Regions from separate parts of the Mus musculus genome. Here all the other regions are linked to region 1. Evidence: chromatin contacts called from public Hi-C and promoter capture Hi-C data. All regions are on one chromosome and are shown on one strand. Each heading gives the region's core, a stretch centred on a gene start, on an enhancer-like site or on the middle of the called end of the contact. The rest is flanking DNA. Distances are from core to core; before and after follow the strand shown.

The links. Promoter capture Hi-C pulls out the DNA fragments that hold promoters and counts their contacts. Hi-C and Micro-C count contacts between places; a contact is called where the count stands out from the background.
Region 2: a contact with region 1 is called in a Hi-C map of CD8 T cells, with 5 times the contacts expected there. The contact joins the promoter of Fbxw11 here to the promoter of Pank3 in region 1. A contact is called at or near these places in 1 of 39 promoter capture datasets (pre-B cells) and 1 of 484 Hi-C or Micro-C datasets (CD8 T cells).
Region 3: a contact with region 1 is called in a Hi-C map of B cells, with 7 read pairs. The contact joins the promoter of Nudcd2 here to the promoter of Pank3 in region 1. A contact is called at or near these places in 4 of 39 promoter capture datasets (the C10 cell line, cranial neural crest, hematopoietic stem and progenitor cells and 1 more) and 2 of 484 Hi-C or Micro-C datasets (B cells and myeloid progenitors).
Region 4: a promoter capture Hi-C map of pre-B cells shows a contact between it and region 1. The contact joins the promoter of Ccng1 here to the promoter of Pank3 in region 1. A contact is called at or near these places in 4 of 39 promoter capture datasets (the HPC-7 cell line, cranial neural crest, hematopoietic stem and progenitor cells and 1 more).
Region 5: a promoter capture Hi-C map of pre-B cells shows a contact between it and region 1. The contact joins the promoter of Mat2b here to the promoter of Pank3 in region 1. A contact is called at or near these places in 4 of 39 promoter capture datasets (the C10 cell line, cranial neural crest, hematopoietic stem and progenitor cells and 1 more) and 3 of 484 Hi-C or Micro-C datasets (CD4 T cells, granulocyte-monocyte progenitors and nephron progenitors).

What each region holds. Positions count from the first base shown.
Region 1 is chr11:35,768,080-35,770,779 of GRCm38.p6, forward strand. It overlaps Pank3 (pantothenate kinase 3), which reads left to right and starts at 1,416. Exons shown (of 7, transcript NM_145962.2): 1 at 1,416-1,868. The coding sequence starts at 1,841.
Region 2 is chr11:32,641,182-32,643,881 of GRCm38.p6, forward strand. It overlaps Fbxw11 (F-box and WD-40 domain protein 11), which reads left to right and starts at 1,374. Exons shown (of 13, transcript NM_001271347.1): 1 at 1,374-1,754. The coding sequence starts at 1,710.
Region 3 is chr11:40,732,305-40,735,004 of GRCm38.p6, forward strand. Nudcd2 (NudC domain containing 2) reads left to right here and starts at 1,357. Exons shown (of 4, transcript NM_026023.5): 1 at 1,357-1,850. The coding sequence starts at 1,662. Hmmr (hyaluronan mediated motility receptor (RHAMM)) reads right to left here and starts at 1,133. Exons shown (of 18, transcript NM_013552.2): 1 at 1,010-1,133. The coding sequence starts at 1,055.
Region 4 is chr11:40,753,857-40,756,581 of GRCm38.p6, forward strand. It overlaps Ccng1 (cyclin G1), which reads right to left and starts at 1,430. Exons shown (of 6, transcript NM_009831.2): 1 at 1,145-1,430; 2 at 1-212. The coding sequence starts at 212.
Region 5 is chr11:40,691,418-40,694,117 of GRCm38.p6, forward strand. It overlaps Mat2b (methionine adenosyltransferase II, beta), which reads right to left and starts at 1,265. Exons shown (of 7, transcript NM_134017.2): 1 at 1,061-1,265. The coding sequence starts at 1,123.

The DNA of each region.
Region 1 (2,700 bases), core at 166-2,665:
ATACTTGAGACTTGGTATGTTATGGGGGAGGAGGGTGTTTAGTTACCCTTTGGAGGCAGGGGTGGTCTGACAAACATTACACGGTAAAATCCAAAGAAGAATGTCAAGTGAATCTGAAAGTCGCCAGAACACCAAAGCTAACTTTCCATTATATCCACCAGTACACAGTAATTAAACCAGACCTGCCAGACCCAACTCATTCCCATAAGCTCTAACCTAGTCCCATGAGATGTAATACAGTCTCTAGAGAAAGTCATTGATCAACCGCAAGACTGGTGTCCCCATTACCCAGTCACTTCCTGAAGGCCCCACCTTCTCACACTACTTCATTGAGAAATGAAGCCTCAGTGTGAATTTTGGCTTAGAGCAACTAAATCCAAACTATAGCAATCAGCAAAGGCAGGACAGCAGAGCTCGCCAGTTAGATTGTTTCTTGGAATGCTATCTTCCAGGGCCAACTCCCCAGGGGCAAGCACATGGAGGTTCCTACCAAGCCACATATTGTCAATGACTGAATTCTTTGCCATCTAAGACATAAAAGTGGAGGAGAGGCCATGTCCTTGATACCATCTCTTCCTTTTCCGATGGATGATCTCAAATCACAAGAGGCGTAGAGAAAAGGGTATCCTGGGTTTATTCTGAGAACTGGTGCATCTAATTCTTTTCTCTGAAAGTCACTTTCCTCTTTATAATGAGGAGCTAGACTAGAGAGATCCTGTGAGGAACCTGAAAGGCATGTGCTTTCAAACGTTTTGTTTTATGAGACAGGGTTTCTCTGTAGCTCTGGGTGTCCTGGAACTCGCTCTGTAGACCAGGCTGGCCTCGAATTTCCAGAGATCTGCCTGCCTCTGCCTCCACAGAGTTCAGGGATTAAAGGCGTTGCACCACGACCATACTACAACTTTCAAGTGTTTCGACTGCCTCGTTCCTGCCGTATCTTCACAGTAAATAAAACTCGCATGTGACTCAAAAGGCTGCTAGACTACATTACATTAAATAATAATTATGTAGCAAATGTTACCATCTTTAGTGACCTTCCAACCCCAATATTCAAGGTGTTCCTTTAGCGGATGACTTATCTCATCAAACGTATTCAGTGGTCTGGACCCCTGAATTTTGACACAGCCATCACAGGGAAAAACCATCAAGAGGAAAATCTGCGACTGCGTGACAGCCACAGCGCCCTCAGAGTTCACAACCCCTCTCTTCTTTCAGCCGCTACGAGACCAGAGCCCGGGAATTGCCAGGACCGCCCACGGCTTGCTACCATTGGCGGCCTCCTTGCTGGCGTGACTAAGGCTCCGCCTCTTCCCCGCTGGGACCACTCTGAGGCGATCTCCGGAAGCGGAGGGGGGCTAGAAATAGGGGTCGAGAGGCATCCTGGGCTTTGTAGTCCGCCTGAGCATCTGCCGCAGGAGAGTGGAGCCTCACTCTACGGAGAACTACAACTCCTAGCAGCCCCGCGGAGAGCGAGGCGAGGAGGCCTGAGTCACGTGGGCGCTGGGCCTGGGCGGGCTATTTCTCAGTGCGGCGGCGGCGGCGGCGGCGGCTCGGGGGACCGGGGCCTTTTGTTCGGAGCGGCTGCGGGGGGCCACGGAGCGGCGAGGCCCGCGGCCTTCCCCGGCTCGCTCGGTCCCGGCCGCCCCTTGCGGGGTTGCTGGGCCGCCCCGTGGGCCGCCTGTGGCCTCAGGCGCCGCCGCCCCGCCCTAGGCCCGCCCCACCCGGCCTGAGGGGAGGAACCGGCCGGGCCTCGCCGCGCGGCCCAGCCAGCTCCGGAGTATTCACCTCTCCTCGCTGAGCTCTGCACCCGAGGCTACCCCTCGCGCCTTAGGCCGACGCCATGAAGATCAAGGATGCCAAAAAACCCTGTAAGATGGGACCGGGGACCCGTGGGTTGGGAAGACGGGCCTTGGAGCCTCTGGCGGAGCGGCCCGCTTTAAGCTCGCGACTGTTCTCGGACGCCAGCCAGGGAGGGAAGGGAGGGATCGCTGCAGCCCCAGGTTGCAGGCGGCGGGCTTCCCCACCCCCATGCATGAGGGCCAGGCTCCTGCGGTCCCCCTGCCCGCTGCTCTCTTGCTCCTGCAGATCTGGGAGGTGCACGGGAGAATCTTGACTCGGGTTTTACCAAAATGGGAGCACAGCTACCAGGCCCCTCTTGAAAAGAGGTAGTCATGGCTGTCAGATAGGGGTTGGTACACCACCTCCCTCCCATTTTCCCCAGTTTCTGGGTTTCCTGCGCGTGTCCTTGAAGTCCAGGTGGGTTCCTGGGAGTTGTCAGCCTTGCATTTGGAGCTGTTCAACGCTTGTGCATGTACTCTGCCTGTAGATAAATTAATGGCTTGGGCAGTTTAGAAAATCAGCTGGTTTTGTGTTTTAGGGAGCAGATAAACACCAAGGTTAAACATCGTATTTCAGCTATTTCGAACACATTAATATGGTGATAAATACCTCGAGCTTTTTTCTGTAGTTGTACATGCATATACATGCAAAGGTTCTAACCCTGTTATGAGAGACACATCAAGGTTCACAAGCTGTCTTTTAAATGCCTCTTATTCCTGCGGTTGGCTTGTTTATTGGCTCAGTCTTTGTGAATGTTGTTCTTTCATTCTCTACTAACTGGGCATGTGGGGATCTGTGTTCCTGTCATAGAGGTTTTACAGATTTTAGTGTTTTATGCCATCTACAACTGCGCCTAGAGGT
Region 2 (2,700 bases), core at 124-2,623, 3.1 Mb before region 1:
CTAAGTCATCCTCTTTACAGGGGCAAAGAATTGAAACAAACTTGAGAAGCAGGCAAGCAGGCACTGCTACTGTGAAGTGGGCTGGGTACAATGAGCCAGGCCCTTGAGACACTTTATAACAGCTCTGACTGCCAGGTCTCCTGTAAACATAAACAACTTAACAGTCCGTCAACATTAGACAAGGCCATTCTGTGGCCTTAGCTTATGGATCAAGACAAAAACAAGACCACCCCATAATCATTTGTGAACACAGATAAAACATGGACATTGTCCAAGTCCCTGAAACACAGCTACAAGACTAAACACTTGAATCTGGCTAACAGGAGAGGCTGTCAACAATTACTGGATTAGTTTTAATCTAATATAACTTCCCATAGATAAGGCTGAGGTGCCCAGTCTTATACCCCCACTTCCCGGCAGTATCTGCTCCAAAGCCCCTTCAAATCCTTTTCTACATTACCTAAGGTCTCTTACTGAGACGTCCCTGCTTCATCATGGTGTATGTTCATTTCTACTTCAGCTAGGAAAAAACCCACCTTGTTCAACTATCAGCGTGTTCCTGGGGGCTTTTGGTTCGAGGGTATTGACAGACTTGGAAGTCACAAGGAGTTAGAGGTTCTCTGAAGTCTCTAGATGCGTTTCTTCATATCATTTCTAACTCTTAGTCAATGTCTGCTGTCTTCCCACTAGAATTAAGCTGAATAAGAACAGAGGTCTCTCCGGTCATTCCCAGTGCTTAGGGCAGTACTAGTAGAAACTGAATGCTTAAAAATAAGTGTCTTCGGCCGGGCGGTGGTGGCGCACGCCTTTGAGGAGGTGGAGGCAGGCAGATTTCTGAGTTCGAGGACAGCCTGGTCTACAAAGTGAGTTCCAGGACAGCCAGGTATACAGAGAAACCCTGTCTCGGAAAAAAAAAAAAGTGTCTTCAAAATGTATAGCTTCTTTCTCATGGCTCAGCTCCTCCCAGTCAGTGTGGCAGATCTCCACACACCGCTTTCCCAGCTCAGTCTCCAAACTCTTAGATGCCCATCTTCCTTTAATTGTGTCTTCGACCTCGCGGGCCCCCTCCCACACTTCCTAGTGCAACCTGGGACCCACCTGTCTCCACCATCTGTCCCTACCAAATGCAACACACACGGAACGGCAGCGCTGCAGCCTAGACGACTAGTGGGCACCGCAGACACCCACTGCGCATGTGCGGAGATCGCTCGCTCGCACTGCAAAGATCTCCGACAAGTGAGGAGTTGCCTCGGAGTTTCCGTCCAGGTCCGTGCGGCTACGGGCTGCCAGGAAGTCAGGAACGACCAACCGGAAGAAGACCTCGCGCGCGAGGATTTCTGGGACAAGTAGTCGCGGCGCTCGCGAGGCCCTATCGCGAGCAAGCCCTAGATACTCCAGCTCTGCACGTCCGGCACTCACAGCCCTGCGCTCCCCTAGGTGCTCTCTCCGGTGGCAGAAGCCGGCAGATTGGACCAAGCGGCTTCTTGCTCCCACAAAGCTGCGCGAGCCGCCGCGGCTGCCGGGAGTTGTAGTCTTCGCTGTGCGTCCTGCGTCGGCCGAGGGTGAGGGCGGAGCTGCGGGCGGCCCGGGCGGGCTGGCAGCTAGAGTGGGTGCGAGAGCTGCCTCCACCGCCGCCGCCGCCACCGCCTCCTCCGCCCGGGCCGATCGCTGCTGAGCGGAGAGAGCGAGGCGGGGCCGCCGGGGCCGCCATGGAGCCCGACTCGGTGATTGAAGACAAGACCATCGAGCTCATGGTGAGTGCGGCCCACTGGCCTTCAGTTCTTCCGGCCGGCCGGCGGCCGGGGGGCCTGCCCACCCCGGCGTCCGCGCCAGGCCAGCCCTCGTTCCCCGCCGCCTGGGCCCGGCCGCCCCCCTGCTATGGCTCGTTGCTGACGCTTCGCGCTCTTGGGCCGGCACGGCCTCCACTCCCCGCGGCTCCCCCAACCCCCTCCTTGCCGGGCTCCGGCCAGTCTCCGGCGCCCCAGCCTCGCTCCTGCCGGAGCCACTGCTCACTCTTGCCTTGCCATCACACTCTGTTTTTAGAAGGGGATTTCTTTTTCCCTTCCCTGGATTCCTCTGGCCGGGCCTGCATCGCGCCTCCCAGCCTCGCTCAAGCTGAGGGTGATGGTGGTGGAAGGGAGTCCGAGACCAGTTGGAGCCGCTTCGGCCTCCATAACCTAGGCGCGGGGGGTGGGGTGGGGTGGGGTGGGGTGGGTGGTAGGGGTGGGTCTCAGCACCCTCGCCCCAAGCTACCGCTGTATGGATGCCAGGATAGCCCCATTGGACTGGGATGTTGGGGGTGCCTACGAGTCTGAGGCTGTTCCGGATAAGGGGCCTATTTTCCGGGCCCCTGCGGTGTCAGGCTTCTTGGACAAAGGGTTTCCTACCCTGCCGTGAAGGATGTTTGTATAGCAAGGCCCTAGGTACTCTTGAATTCCATCCCCCAGGAAAGGGAAACCATAACTTTTATCATTTGGGAAATGAGAGGGGAGGGAGAAGAGGTCGCGCTCATCACTGCCACCCTCTCTTATTTTAATAATAAAAAATGGGAGGGGGGTTTCTTGGCCCACGGATAAGCAGCGATCCCTGTACTGTTAGGAACCATTGGTAGCCAGCCTGGTCAGGTCTCCCCGGACACCCCTAACCCGTTTCTGACCTCAGACTTGGTGCTAGAAAGGTTTTTGGAAACAGGACTCTGAG
Region 3 (2,700 bases), core at 107-2,606, 5.0 Mb after region 1:
TACAGCTGCACAGTTAGCATCTATCACCTCACACCCAAGGCTCTAGTTACTTGTGCATAAACCACAGCCCTTAAGAGCATAGCATATATCCTTGGAAGTCTGGGTTCCCACTCCATTTCTGCCAATTTAGTTTCATAAAATTGAGTGGATTTCAGTCTCATTTTTCATTTACTTCCAACATGCTATTAATTTGTTGTAGGTGTGAGTTACTGACAGTCTATGTAGCTCAGGCCACTAGGTCTGGAAGTGTCTATTTCTTACAGGTGAAAACATTAAAAATTACTTTATTCTAACTGTTTAAATGCTATCACCATCTACACTCAATTTACTCTGTCATCTACACACCAAGTTCCACTATTCTATTGTTAAAATGCTGAACATTACTTAAGAATTGTTTCATGAGATGGCTCAGTGGGTAAGAGCACTGACTGCTCTTTCAAAGGTCATGAGTTCAAATCCCAGCAACCACATGGTGGCTCACAACCATCTGTTATGGGATCTGAGGCCCTCTTCTGGTGTGTGAGGACAGCTACAGTATACTCATGTTAATAAATCAACCTTAAAAAAATAAAATATTAAAAAAGAAATTCCAAAGAACTGTTTCACGAGTGGAAAAGAATCCGTGGGCAGCTGTCTTTACTGAACAGATTTCTCAGTCTTTATGCTTTTATATCTGAATGCAATGTCAATGCAGAAAATTCTAAAGAGAGTAACTTCTTTTTAAAAAGAAAAGTAGCGCCTGCCAACTCCTAATCCCCTTCAACCAGCTGTGGTTTCTCCATGGTGTTGATGGCATATTTTGGAATCTCACGCTTGAAGACTCGCTGTGTGCAGGGATGACCTCATTTCACGTAGGGCCGCGTCTCTACCATCCCACACTGCGCTAACCAGGTGTTTACTGCGTGAATTTGGAGAAAAACAAACACCGCCCCAGCCCTAACCTGGCTTTCGAATGACTGGGAAACGAGGGCACATCCCCTTCCCACCCTGTTCCCCCACCCGTACGTACCCGAAGGGTCATTGAATCTCTTCAGGGGCGCCTTAGGAAAGGACATTCTGACGCCTGGGTCCAGATGAGACAGCAATCAAACGCCCCAGCAAACTGTCAGCTCGCCTGAATTCAAATTTACCTCAACTTTCCCCCTCAGCCAATCAGAAAACCTAAACCTATCTGGCCAATCCTGCATGGTCCAAAGAGCATGCGCACTAGATTCCTACCGCCGCCCAATCGGAAGGTTTGTAAGTTTAAGCTAGTAGCCAATAAGAGGCTGCTCCTGATCGTCGCCGCAAACAGCTCTATCCAATCACTTCTGGTTTTACTCAGTTTTACTGGGTAGCCCAGTTCGCGCAAGCGCACTTCACAGGCCGGTGGACGCGTCGGAATTTTGGCGTCACACAGGTTTAAAGATCGCAGGCACTTTTCTCCTTTGTTCCGGCGTCAGTGTTCTTTGGATGTCAACATCTCTAGGCTTCGGTCGATTTCACCAGGGCTCACGAGTGTCTTAAATGGGCTCTGAAAGGGAGAATTTTGCACACTCGGACACGCCAGTTTGGACTCTTGCGCATGTGCAGTGACCCCAAGGCGCCGAGGGCAAGCCCAGAGCCTAGTCCCGCCGGTGTAGTGCTCTCCCGGAGCCGTGTGCCTGCGTGGCGTCTTCAGAATGTCCGCCCCGTTTGAGGAGCGCAGCGGGGTGGTTCCTTGCGGGACTCCGTGGGGACAGTGGTACCAGACCCTGGAGGAGGTGTTCATTGAAGTCCAGGTGCCCCCCGGCACTCGCGCGCAGGACATCCAGTGCGGCCTGCAGAGTCGGCACGTGGCTCTGGCCGTGGGTGGCCGCGAGATCCTCAAGGTAGCAAGCCAGGGCTTGTCCCGAGTTCCTTCTTCTGGCTTTCCCGCACCCCGAGCCCTAAAATTCACGGTGTCAGAGGGATGACTGCTGGGTGTGGCAAGGTTAGTTCCTGGCTGGTAGAAAGAAGTGGTAAATTGTTCTGGCGAGGGGTCTCCACGGAGCACTGCACCCACAGAGCAGATTTTGCGCGGGTAGAACTCAAAGATTTTGTTCTCCACTTTATTTCTAAAATAGGTTTGGGGTGCTTTTATTTCCTCCGGAGTTCCTGCTGACAGAAGGCTAAGTAGGTCAAAAGAACGAATATGCGTCTTCTGGGCACCGATGGGAGTCCCAGAGACTAGACAAAAGGATTCTGAACTCTGTTCATGACGTGTAGGCTAATACAGGCACTTACAAGCAAGGCTAGGGTAATGGGATGAGGATTCCAAGATGTCAGATTGGTTTTCTAAATAACAAGTTTCTTGCATGTTGATCTTCATCGTAGTGAAAAGGTGTGTGAAGTTACCTAATTTCACCAAATTTTTAATCTGGTCACATTTCCCCGTTTTTGGTTAAGAATTTATTAAGACTCACATAACAATCAGGCTATACTTTACACCTAGATTAGATGCATAGCCTGTTGGAGGATGACTGTATAATGTAGTGGTGAACGGAGACATGATACTGTGTTTTGTAACCTTGGGCAGGAGAAGGAAAATTAGTCAACAGCTAATTGGATATCAATTTCTGCAACATGTGATTTGAACCTTTTTAAGAAACTGGCCTTTTCTAGTGCCAGCTTCTCAAAAGAGATTGAACTAGCTTTAATAACATTGAGTTTAAAAGAGAGAGCACTTTTAAGGCAGGTGTT
Region 4 (2,725 bases), core at 180-2,679, 5.0 Mb after region 1:
GTCTCCGTGTCAAAGCCAAAGAACTGAGTTAGACTAAGTAGATCTTTTACTTCAAAGTCCCGTAATCTTGCAGTCATTCTGAGGCCATTATCATGGGCCGACTCAATTAGTTTCAAGCCGCAGACCTTTGGCTGACATCTAGACTCCTGTTCCAACAGGGTGTTCAGCTGGTGTAGCAGTTTCTGAGAGTCAGTTGTCAGTACTTCTATCATCTATAAATAGAACAAACCCAGAAAAGAGCATAAGAACCCTGCCTGGCTATCTCTGCATTGTGGCAAAAAGTGCTTTATAGTGCATGCCCCCTCCACCCCCCACCCCATTTCCATTACGTCTAAGACGAAGACACTGCAAAGCCAAGGTCTGTAAGTATTTTTACCTTCTCCCAGTAGGTCACATTCCTAAATTGTGAGTTTGTATAGGACATAAACTATGGCTTAAAAATTTTTTTTCTCTACTTAAGCAAAGACTTCTTCATTGTCAGTACATGCCACAAATAGATACTGCCCCACATGATACACCCAAACTAAAAGTCAAATGATAGTACATACTCTGCCATATATGTTAACAACGTGAACCTTAGTTCCTTACCTATGAAGTAGAAATACGATTATTACCTACAATCTCATAGCTCATAGATTGGGTAGCTTAAAAGGAGTCACACAAACCGCTTAGCACACAGGTGCCCATTTATTTCCAGGTAATGAGCTTATTTTTACACCTGTGAAATGAGGGTGACAACATCTGTTTCTTGGAGTGGCTGTGAATAACACACGATATGACTCAGTGTGGCACGGTGCTTAGCACTCAGTGCTCCGAATAGTCTAACGCCATTTAAAAACCAAAAGAAAAAGTTAGGTGAAGCTGGGGAGTTGCATTGGTGGAAGTATGCATTACACTTCCTCTGAGTCCTGGGCACAACCTAAGCCCTGGATACAGAGGACGATTCTTCCCTGGGCAGTTTAAAGATGTGACAGGAAGGTCGTCTTGGTGAGGAACCACTAACTCAGTTCAGGGGTGCAGGTTGGGACTGGGAGGCATGACATAGGAATACCGCTCCCGCTGCGCCTCTCTCTAGGCGCAGACTAGCCCGGGCTTGCGTTCCGGAGTGCAGGGTTCTGAGATCCACCCCATAGTCCCCTCTCACCTTGACAGCCACGTCTTCACCACGGTGACCACCCACCCCGGGCCTGCTCTCAGCTCGCCCCACGTCCCCGATCCGACAGGCCTACTAAGGGGACGGACTAGGGAGTGGGGGTCAAGTGAGCAGAGGCCCGGGGAGGGGCCGGCGTCCCGGTGGAGGGTCCCTCAGCGCCCTGACCAAGTACTGCCTTCCTCGGGGTCAGCGCGCAGCGAAGGACTGCGCCGGGCAGTGGGGGAACAAGCTGGAGACCTGGCTCTCTAGCTGGGACGCATCTACGTCGCTGATTGGTGTGGTTCTTTTGATGGATGGTCTCTGAGGAAGCTCGGCCAATCAGCGCACACTTCCCGTTGTCCAGACTTCAATTCTCCTCCCCTTTCGAGCCACGCCCGACTCTCGCAGCCTCTCTCATTGGAGCATTTCCGAACTGTCCTTCCTTAAGCTGCGGAACTGAGTGTTCAGTGCCAAGGCTTGCCCGGGCAGGTCTGGCCTCTATTAGCCAGATTGGTCTGGGTAGCGGACCAGAATGTACTGTGAGGGTTTTTGTTTTGCATTGTTTTGGTTTTTGCTTTTTTCCTTTTGTTGTTGTTCACTGCAGCTCAGTCCCCTCTTTCTAAAAACACAATGGCAAGTTAAAAAAAAAAAATGCTTTCGTTCTCTTTACAGATAATGAGATGGTAGGCTTCTCTATAGTGTTCTCTATAGGCTTCTCTAGAGTGTTCTCTCTGAGTTTTAGGAATCAGTTCATCGTTATCTTATTTTGTTTCTTGCAAAACTTCTCAGATGTTACAATGATGTCAGAGTATGTAGTTTCTTGGTCCTCTGCTAATTTTCTGAATTTGTTCTTGTAGCACCCTCATACTATCATCAGTGACTTAAAATGCCATATGTCTGGCAGAAAACAGCAAAGAACAGTGCCTGGAAAACCCCATCTGCAGTGAGCCGAATCTCAGGCTTCAGAATAGGGTGTGAAGGAACATTATTCTTACAAAATTAATCTCTATAAGCCTCTTCTCTACCAGGTTAACGGAAAAATAATTATCCTGAACTCTTGCTGGACTCCTTTCGGGGGTAGCGGGGAAGGGCATGTCCTCAGGAGCAATGCACAGAGAGTAGGTTCTCAGCTCGCATGGCTGCAGTGGGGGTGAGGGTGAGGAGTTGGGGTGGTGACGGTGGTGTTCAGGATTTTGTCCATTCCAGTACATCTCATGAAAATAAGAAAGAGCCAAGCCGGCTGGCCGTCCATAACGGTCATTAACTAGATACAAGTGATGTTTTATTTGAGACAGGGTCTTTATGTAGTCCAAGCTGTCCTGGAACTCCTTAGCTATGTAAACTAGGCTGGTCTTGAACTTAGAGATCCACCTGCCTCTGACTCTCCTAGTGCTGGGATTAAAAACATGCACCATCATGCCTGGCCTTTTCTCTTTAATTAAAAAAAAAGTTTTAGATTTTAAAATTATATCTGGGGGTGTTGGTGAAGTGGGGAATGTATGGCACAGGAATGTGGCTACCCTCAGAGACCAGAGATGTTGGATCTGGCATTTCAGGCAGTTAGCTGTGAGTTGACCAAGGAACAGTATTCAT
Region 5 (2,700 bases), core at 15-2,514, 4.9 Mb after region 1:
GCATCTGAGTCCAAGGCCAGCCTGGACAACACATACTGAGTTCTAGTTTGGGTTTCTATTGCTGTGTGAAAACATCAAAGCATTGTTTGGCAGGAGGTACTTAGCTTACCATTTCCACATCACTGTTCGCCCCTGAAGGAAGTTAGGACAAGACCCTGGAGGCAGGAGCTCACACAGGCCTTGTGAAAACTGCTTAATTCCTCAGCCAGCTTTCCTAAACAACTCAGGACTATAACAGCCCAGGGGCTCCGTCCTCCCAAGTCAATCGCCAATTAAGAAAAGGCGCTACAGGTTCACCTAATAATAGCCTAATCTTATGGCGGTATACTCTTAACAAGAATCCCTCATCTCAATAGGGACTCCCTTATCTCTAGTAACTCTAGCAAGCACAGGACCCTCCCCCAAATTAAAAGTTTGCATTAAAAAAAAAAAAAAAACTGGCCACATCCTAGGCGTTTTTATATCAGCAAGACACATTAGTTCATCGACTGTGCTGGATACATTCTGTAGGTCAGTAAGTACTTAACGGGCTTGAAACACGGGACCGTGGACCAGACTTGGAAACATGCTGGGGGAAGTTTACCAGACATGCAATTTCTTTCAGCAGTCTTCCACCACGCAAAATACAGCGGTTCAGAAAACGTAGAAGCTAAAAGCCCAACACTGGAATTCCTGCTCAAACCTTCCTGAATAAACTCGAGGCGGTGCCCGTCTGCCTACCAGGGAGCCTGAGCGTTCACAGCACCGCACAGTCGGAAATCCTGACAGCCTTAAAAGTGCCTCAAGGAACCCGCCCCGTGCAAACTATGAATTCACCAAGTTGACCCCGCCGACACCGCCATTTATGGAAAGTCACTCTCCCCCTGTCCTTAAAGATCCAGGAACACAAAACAAAGATGATGACTACTGAAACGGGAGCCAGCCCGCGGGAGGCGGCGGGAGGCACCGGGAGTCTCCACCTCCGCGCTCCCCGGGCTGCAGCGGGCGTGAGCGCAGCCCTACAGGGAGAGAGGTAAACAAACTCAAAGGCGCCACCCCGGCTCCATGCCCCGAAGCTCACCTCCACCAGCTGGCAGCAGCCGGGGACGAAGTGGATGGAGAGCTCCTTCTCCCGGCCCACCATGCCCGCAGTCTTTGCGCCGCTTCAGTCGCGACCGCAAGCTCCACTAGCGCAGCACTGCCAGGGGCCGCAGCGCCCGCGCCCTTGGCCCTCCTCCCCTAGGCCCAGGCCGACCCCGGCTGCCGCTTCCGGCTTCCGCCGCCCTGGCCGCGCCTGTTGATTGGCCGCCTCTCGCCACGCGTTCAAAAAGGGGCGGAACCTCAAGGGACGCTGTCAGCCCATGTGCCAGTTCTTAAGGAGATAGAGCGTTAGAACGCAGGCACTGGTGCCAAGCGATGGATGCAGGCTTCCTTGGGTTTAAGAGTGTTGGCTTTTTTGTTTGTTTTTTTAAAATCTCTCCTACTTATTCCTTCTTAGTGAAGGGTAAGGAATCGATTCGCCTAGGTTTGCAGACTGCGAAATGCCTAGGAGTCAACCAAGCATGTATTATAGAAAATAGACTAAAACATCTGTAAAGTTAGGAGGCAAGAAGGTAAGGGTTGTCCCGTGAACACAGAGCTAAGGCTGGACTGAGTTGGTTTTAGGCAGTCCGAACCTCAGGCTGGCCTTGGGCTCAGAGAAAGACCTGCAATTTCTGATCCTCTCTAGTTTCCTTGTCCAAAGGCATCAAAGGGTTACAGGAGTGAACAACCAACCTAGGCAAGGTGCGGTTCGTCCTTTAAGGCAAGAAGAAAGAATAAAAATAGGACTGTGCTCAGAGTCATTAACATCCCTGAAAGCTATGTTTTTCTGGAATGCTAAAAAAAAAATGCTGTGAAGTTTGAAAACTGTTTATTTTTAGCTAATTAAAAATAAAAAGGTGTGGGAGAGAATGTTACTTTCTAAAAGGCAGGTTCTTCGTATTTCCCCCCCCGCAGAACCACAGGAGAAACTCAACTGTGCTAACAAGCCCAGTCAACTTTTAAGTAGATTTAACAGGCGTCCTGGCTGCCCTTTGGAGGCTTCACTTAGGGGACGACGACGCCCGGGGCTGCTGGAGCCAAGCCAAGGAGGAGCTGCTAAGACTTAAAATGAGGGAGCCAAGGAAGGGCGGAATGCCAGGCGCTCCTTCCAGCCCTGTGTGGTTGTTCAAAAGTTAATCAGAAACAACAGCTCGCAGGGTCTGACTCAGCTCTCAACTGTAACCTGCAGGTTACAAGCTCCGAAGCACAGCAACAGGCAAGCCAGTGAAATTTACCCTGAAAAAAAGCCCGGGCACACTTTTTCTCCGCCCACTCTCTACCCAACAATCTATTCCCATCCAGACACCCACGATAAGGGATTTCAAAACTCGCCCCAAAACGTGACCACTGCCTGAATTACCCCCAAAGGCCTCATTTTCAGAATCCTTTTGGTTTATTTTTAGACTAAGGATTAAGCTGCCCCTTGGGAAAAGTTTTCCTCAGTCAGGTGATAGTTTTTCTCCCACCCCCCCACCCCACCCCCCCCCACTAAAGAATTTATTCCCTCACTCTTTGGAAGAGCAAACAAAGGCAGCCTAAGGCTCCCTACTTTTCGAATTTTTTTTTTATAATCCGGGTCTTATGGTTATTAAAAGGGCTAGCTATCCCAACACTAAATTATAATAATAATTAGAAGTC